2 separate regions of the Gossypium arboreum genome follow, and region 2 is linked to region 1. The links are chromatin contacts, called in public Hi-C maps. All regions are on one chromosome and are shown on one strand. The core of a region is the stretch at or near the end of the contact, and the rest is flanking DNA. Distances in the headings are between cores, read along the strand shown. Region 1 holds the start of LOC108464988 (E3 ubiquitin-protein ligase XBAT33-like). Region 2 holds the start of LOC108469214 (CEN-like protein 1).

Region 1 (3,765 bases), core at 775-3,274:
AAAAAAAAAAAGTAGCAAATGGAGCCTTAAAGGCTAGACGCTTGAGTCATTAACAGTGGCCGTTGAGTCCAGGTAGGGGCCACCTGGTGTTCAAACTTAGAGGGTGCGGAAGCGCGTGCGTCCTCGAGACTGCCGAAAGAAAACTATCTGTTACTTCACAGGTCACCATAATCTGGATCATACGTACTGTGCTTCGAATTACCTTGGTTTCATGATGATAATCTGACGGCTGCTGCTGAATGGTTTCACGTGAGCAGATTAGACACTAGATTAGCCCTCAAAATATGTACATAGGGGTTTAGGACTTTGGGTGCTGATGGTGGGATCGTGGGACGTCTACGCGAAAACCACAAAATGACACCCCCAACCCATCAATTAAAAACACATTATAATTGTCACCAACTTGGTCTAATAGCAAAAGTCTTATCACAAAAAGTACATCATAACTTGAGTTCAATTTCAAATAATCCCATTTTCCTCTCAAATTATAAGAAATATATATACATCTTAAAATATAACACAAACATTATTTTTGAGCTCATTCGTTCAATCCCAACTAAATTATATGAATTTATTAAAATGTAATGTCAATTTCAGATTTCATTGATTAGTATACGTCGATTGTATAAGATAATTTGTTATAACTAATTTAAATATGTCCCATGATAATCGGTAAAACAAAGACAAAAATAGTAGACCAAGACACGTTTGAAAACATGAAAGATGGTCGGTTCCTAATTTATTAAAAGATAAATTAATAATGAACAAGATGCATTGCACATTTATTCAAATAAAATGTCCCTACAACCCTTGTTCGATATTAAATTCAAATCAAAATGACAATGCTCCTTTTCAGCCATAATTCCTAATATTTAGTTAATTATCCAGTTACATGAAATTTTCAATAAATTATTAAAGTTTTTCACAACAAAATCACTATCCAAGATAATGAAAAATAATAATAATAAGGGGGTTAATAATCAAACCTGTAATCAGTGTTGTTATTTCAGAGTATAAAATTATGCCTTGCGTAACACAAATGCAAAGCAACAAAAGCTTTCGCCATCCAAATTGTTATCACAATCACAACCTGCTAAGAACCATTAGTTGAAAAATTAATAAAGTGGCCAGGCTGACGCCTTCTACCTGTGATAGGGCAACCCTTGTTACAGGGCCAGGGGTTCTGACCGAGTGTGTCTGGTGTCAACTGTATACAAAGAAATATCCAATTCATAATTCTCAAGAATCAAGTTTATACTCATCAAAGACTATGTTGGTGTCTGTTGTTTTCAGTGCTCACACGTGGGATTATGAAGACTCATCCAGATTTCAAACCTAATACTTGACACATACGTGACACAAACTATAGTTTGTTTGGCTTTTAAGATATTTTTCGCTCTTGATTTTCAAACCAAACCAACCAATTTCTGACCCATGACTTTTGGCAGACATCATCTTCTGGTCCACTCATATGGACTAACTTGTTATGCTAAAGCAATTGAGGAATAAAAAAAACAGCTTTATATAAGCTGTGATAAAAAGAATCTTCTGAATTGGAAAACAAGAATTTTCTCCTCCTGCATATTACTTGGCTGGAAAAAAGTTGTGCTGTAAAACAAAACTATTTTCCTTTATCACAAGGAATTAAATCCCAGGTCTATAAGAAACACCATATGGTCTCCTAGTGACTTGTGGACATTGTTAGAATTTGAGCTTCAATTCAAATCCCAAAATCTCGTGCAGCCCTGTCAGACTTCTTGTGTACCTAATTTCTTCTAGACTAATACTACAATATGATCAACCTCATGTCATAAGAAGTAGGATATAGGTACTGGAAGACTCCTTACCCAGCATCATACTTTGAGCTGTTACCACTCACCAAACCACAGAATTTTTGCATCTCTACATTCATCTCATCAAGACTCAATATAATCCAATCAATATAACTTTCATCTACAAACTCCATCAGGACTGTATTTTGCTTAGAACTTGAAAGCCAAACTAGTATGATAAAAACAAATTCTTCTAACTAGAGAATATGCAAACTTTATACGATGCTAATTAGAAGAAAGCATTCCAGTTTGTTTGACCAGATAAGCCAATTCCTCTTGCAGTTCATTCCAAGGTTGCCAGAAATGATAAAATAAAACTTTAAGCTAACGGTTTTCTTTAAAAACCACCATATTTATCTCCTTAAAACCTTAAGCGCTCAAGGAACAGGATATAATGTGTCATTTGCAGCAGAAATACTAGTATTTAATCAGACCCTATTCTACATTTGTAATGACTCACTATTATCTAGTCTCTGCAAAAGAACTCTAGACAGGAAAATGTAAATAAAAAGCCAATACGCTTTATCATGGAACAGGGACACCTACTTCAAGCCAAAGGCCTGCTTTCCTGTGTAGTAGAACACCCATCCATCCATCTGCTTAACCCTGACCAATATTTTTCTTGGTTTCTCTTCCTGCCAAACAGAAAGAAAGAACACCTGTACAGAATTTGAAAGGGTGAACAGAACATTAAAACGCAGATGGAGGGAAGGGAGGGCAAAAATAAGAGACTTGTGGCACTTACACTATAGCAGTAGCAACTTAATGGTGCAAAATCTTCACGGAGCTTCTTATTTCAATTTACCTGCTGAAATTTCCACCAACATCTTGCATTGGTGACTAACACAGGCAAGAAGAATTGCACAATAGATGCCTTCGGCTTCTTCAATAGTCCATTAACATAGAAATGCTACTTCCACCAACAACAAAGAAATCCATTGCACTCTACAGATCCAAAAAACTATCCTTAATCCAAAATGTCTTCTTAATGTTAATGAATGTAAAGAGTGGTCTTCCATTGTAAAGTCTGGCTAATTATAAGTTCACTGTTTCAAAATTAACAATGACAATAACTAACAGAATTTAGGCCTTGTCATTCACTTAAACGGTATCCTCCTTTTCATCCAAATATTGAGTCTCATCTATGTCATCAGAAACAAAATCAGAATCTAAACTATCATTTCCTTCTTCATCGTGCTCTATTTCATATTCAACCCCAAAATCTTTCAAGTCAGTTTCCATATAGTCTGGTCTAACACACACTATGTCATCAACTTCCGTATCCCTCCTATAGCTAACCAGTTCCTTATCCACCATTGCCTTCCTAGAACTTAGCAAAACTAACTCGCCCAACTTCCTTCTCGCCAAATACAAATCATTTGGCTCAGTTAACTCCCCCTTCCTATAAGCTTCCCTAAGAAACACTGTATGAAGCTTCCCATAATTCCCCCTAGTTGAAACATAAAATATTCCCTGATGCTGAAGCAGAAAATCCTTCAACTTTTTAGGCAAATTCATCGCCATCCTAAAATGCGCAATCCTCTCCAAAGAAATCTTCTTCTCCACAGTCAATGACAGCAACTCATGAATAGTTGCCACTGCCCTCTTTTCCATCCTCTTCAGAGCTTCCAATGACCTCAAGTCATAACCAGATACGTTCTCATAAGGAGACCAATACGGAACCCGTTGCCACTTCCAAACTGCAATCCTGTAATACTTACCAATCTTAAACCCAGGCGGAAAGTTAACAAGAAATGAGAACCTAACATCCTCAGCGTCAAGTCCTTTTTCTCTGTACTCTCTCTCTCTAACTTTCTCTATGGCACAAATAGCTAACTCGGGATCTCTTTCAACAATCTCAATGTACTTATTCCTAGTATCTCGAGCATCAAACAATCTAAAAAATTCAGGGTATTTGAGAATTACCGAGTAC
Region 2 (3,862 bases), core at 449-2,948, 210 kb before region 1:
TCTAGTATATTTTGAAGTGGAAAATACTTATATTAATTACAAAAATTTGATCAAAGTTTATTAATTTGAAAATTCTGCTACTTTAGGCTTCGTAATAATGGATAAACATTCACGAAACAAGAAGACAAAAACTCCCAAGTTATATGGTAATTACGGAAAAATTGTTGCTAAGCGTTATACGCTAAATTCACATATAATTAAGTGAGGAGTAGAAGTAGCAAAGCTCCAAAGCTTGGTGGAGAAAGTAGTTTAGTTGCTGTATCCATGCACAGGCTTGGATTAAAATGTTTATATATGGAAAGGAATTGGGTAAAAGATAAGAAAAAGGGATCCAGAAAAGTGCGGCCTTTGCCTTGCCTCCATTGAATTAATTACTACTACATGTTTTCAAGGTTGTTGATAAGCTTTTTTTAGTTTTGGTCTTTACTTTCTAATTGGAGAAAGTGAAGCACCTTAAAAGTTGAATTCCCATTTGTCCACAAAGATATTATATTAAATTAGAGAAAAAAAAAGTTGTAGTATTCTTCATTTTTAATTTATGAACCCAATAACCCTATTACGTGTTAGATTCCATACAGATATACATGTTTAGAATTAAACATTTGAAGCTTTTGGGAAGGATCTATAAGAAGCCAATCCCATCTCTCCCGTGATTTCTAGGAATATGATAACCGGCGGGGTGGGACACTGCCCGACGATTTTCGTTTTCATTTTTATGCATCTATAAATCAAACCTGTTTCCTTTTAAATTTTATTAGCTCCCCACTCTGATTTCGATCCTTTAAGATCAATTACCCAACTTTCAACTCAGTCACGACACTTTCGAAAAATAACAAATTAGTAACCACTAACTAATCATTTTCCGTTACAGACGTAATGAAGCTGCTATTTTCCATCCTTCTCTCCCCTTCCCCTCTCATCTCCCTCCCCCTACCAACGCGCTCTCCCATCCCTTTTCCTCTTCCCCACCATCCCTCCCCCTACTCTGATTCTCTCGCTCTCCCTCTTCCCACTATTCCTTTCCCTATTAATCAGTGAGCTTCAAGTCACGATTCAATGATCGGAATGGTGGATCGGTATCCTTCAATGAGTAGAAGAACATACCCTAGATCCAAGTCGATTTAACGATCAATGTCGAAGATTGGAGAAAAAACTATTTAAATTTTAATTCGTAGATTCGTGATGTCCAAAGCTATTTTATGAAAAAAATTGAATTGTAGAAGAGAAGGAAAAAAAGAGCTTTCGATTGTGCAAATAGTGCAAACAGAAAAAGCCATATAGCATTAAATTTAACAATCTAATGACTTAATAAAAAACTTTTGAATAATTCAATAACAAAATTAAAAAACTTACCCATAATTTAATAACTAATGATATGGTCTACCTTAAAATTTTTTAATTATTATTTTAATAAATATATCAAACCCAGAAAATTTTATATATACCGATGTTTACCCTAAAATTTAAATGAAAATGTCTATACATACCATCTTGAACCCGATTTTTTTTTTTCTTGAAGAAAAACCCATGTTCATGATTCGCCACCCCTGAAGAATTGCTGTGTTAAAAAGGAAATAAGAGAATTAAAAAGCTTGTCAAAAATCTATTCCGCAAATAGACTTCTTTTCTTCTTATGGTAAACTGAAGAATTTTGGAATCTTTGAGCTTCAAATCAAACCCAAGCTCCATTCACTCTCCTCTTATCTATAAACGTTCTCATATTTTCTCCCAAACCCATTGCATCAAAATTCAAAGTAGCTTACAAAGCATACATTAACTTTCCTTTCGATCTAGTTAGAAGTGTTGCAATCTTCATTAGATAAAAATATATATATCATGTCAAGAGTCCCCGACCCACTTATCATCGGGAGAGTTATAGGAGAGGTGGTGGACAATTTCTTCCCTAGTGTCAAAATAACAGTAACTTACAACTCCAACAAACAAGTTGCCAATGGCCATGAGCTCATGCCTGCCCTCATCACTGCTAGACCTCGGGTTGAGATTGGCGGCGACGACATGAGACCTTCTTACACTTTAGTAAGTATTATTTAAGCATTAAACATTAGCCATCCATCTTGCAATATTTCTTACTAATTTCTCTTCTTCTTTTTTCCAGATCATGACAGATCCCGATGCTCCAAGCCCTAGTGATCCCTACTTGAGAGAACATTTGCACTGGTTTGTATTGCATTTATTAGTATCCATAGATACAATATAAAATAAAAGTTGCTGGCATTAGAATTTAAAATATACTCTCTTTTCTTTTGTTCAAAATGTAAATTTCAGGATGGTTACCGACATTCCGGGTACTACTGATGCTTCCTTTGGTGAGTTCCCAAGACTGCAATTTGTGCTTTTATGACTCTCTTCTTTAACTCATAATTAATATTAGCAATAATCAAACAATAGGGAGGGAAGTTATTAGCTACGAGACTCCAAAGCCAACAGTGGGCATCCATAGATACGTGTTCGTACTGTTCAAACAGAGAGGAAGACAAACAGTGAGGCCACCATCTTCCAGGGATTGTTTCAACACACGGAGGTTCTCAGCCGACAACGGTTTGGGCCTCCCAGTGGCTGCAGTTTACTTCAATGCCCAGAGAGAAACTGCTGCAAGATCAAGAAGATGACTCTGCCACTTCCATAATAATACATACATACATAATTTACTACTGATTAAGCAAGTAAATAAGATGGAAGTATCTCTGGTGTCCTGGATTTAGGGTTTGACACGTATGTTTAATGTGATGGTATTAGTTTCACTTTGAAATCTTGTACCGTTGTGTGAGCTACAGTTTGGTAAGGTGACTGTTTTTATGTAAGAAGTATAGGTTTGGGTTCTGTCTGTGGACCCACATCCCCCATTGCTTTGGTGGGCACGTGGCAAACTATGGCAAGGTCCCAAACTACTCCATCTATCAAGAGAATAACAGAATTTTTAAGGTCTCTTTCTCTAATGAATGACACCCTATATATTATTATATAATCTATTGCATTGCAATTTGTTATTATTTGGGGCATAGGCTTTTGGACTTTTTGCTCATTACATTTATTTCACGATTTATTAGAACGAAATGACTTCCAAATTGTTTTTTTTATTACTACAAAAAATTTATTTCCTGCACCAATAAATTTTATTTCTTAATATAGGTTTTGTTAATTTTTCCTGTAATTTATTTTCCAATTGGGGATGTAATTTGACTATTTTGTTGAAATATTTAGATTTATTTTTTCAAAATAATGTTAAAAAATTATTATTTGCGGAATAATATAAGAACCAAATTAATTATTGAAATATCATGTTTTGAACAATGGGGGAACATGAGGGGATGGGACTAACACCAAAACGCCACAACTAATGGAGATTTGGACTAACATCTTCTATCAAATTGTCATAAATATATTTGGTTGGTTTTTTTTTTTTTTCAAATTCTCATTAAAAATGAAAAGGGTATAGTGGCAATTTAAGGCCCTGAGGTAACAAAGAATATCTGCACTTCTAGCCTCCGAAAAGATTCAACTTTGCCCTTTTCCCGCCCAACACCCTTATCTGGTTGGATAAATCCCCACCAATCAGTACAAAATTATAAATAAAAAACCACACGTCCAATCACAGGAGTTAAGTGATATGGCTCGAGGGTTTGATGCTCGTCCTAGATATGGAATAACTTTAGAACTCGTGGCTAGCATTTAACTACTTTATGAGCCTACAGAATGTGGATGATTAATTATTGAGTTCATTTTAATGGATACTTAGAGAAGTAAAAAAAAAAAAAAAACCCAAATCCATGGCTGAAAAAGACCCATGCTCCGAAAATTCCTAACTTCAAAAAATCCTAAACTTAAACCACTTACCCCTTTA

Evidence for each region. Hi-C and Micro-C count contacts between places; a contact is called where the count stands out from the background.
Region 2: a Hi-C map of leaf shows a contact between it and region 1, with 4 times the contacts expected there. The contact joins the promoter of LOC108469214 here to the promoter of LOC108464988 in region 1. A contact is called at or near these places in 2 of 5 Hi-C or Micro-C datasets (both in leaf).

What each region holds. Positions count from the first base shown.
Region 1 is chr8:69,981,031-69,984,795 of ASM2569848v2, reverse strand. It overlaps LOC108464988 (E3 ubiquitin-protein ligase XBAT33-like), which reads right to left and starts at 2,024. Exons shown (of 12, transcript XM_017765286.2): 1 at 987-2,024; 2 at 203-336; 3 at 1-129. LOC108464987 (protein ROOT PRIMORDIUM DEFECTIVE 1) reads right to left here. Exons shown (of 2, transcript XM_017765285.2): 1 at 2,578-3,765; 2 at 2,164-2,491. The coding sequence ends at 2,934.
Region 2 is chr8:70,191,216-70,195,077 of ASM2569848v2, reverse strand. LOC108469214 (CEN-like protein 1) reads left to right here and starts at 1,698. Exons shown (of 4, transcript XM_017770108.2): 1 at 1,698-2,037; 2 at 2,117-2,178; 3 at 2,287-2,327; 4 at 2,410-2,986. The coding sequence starts at 1,837. The coding sequence ends at 2,630.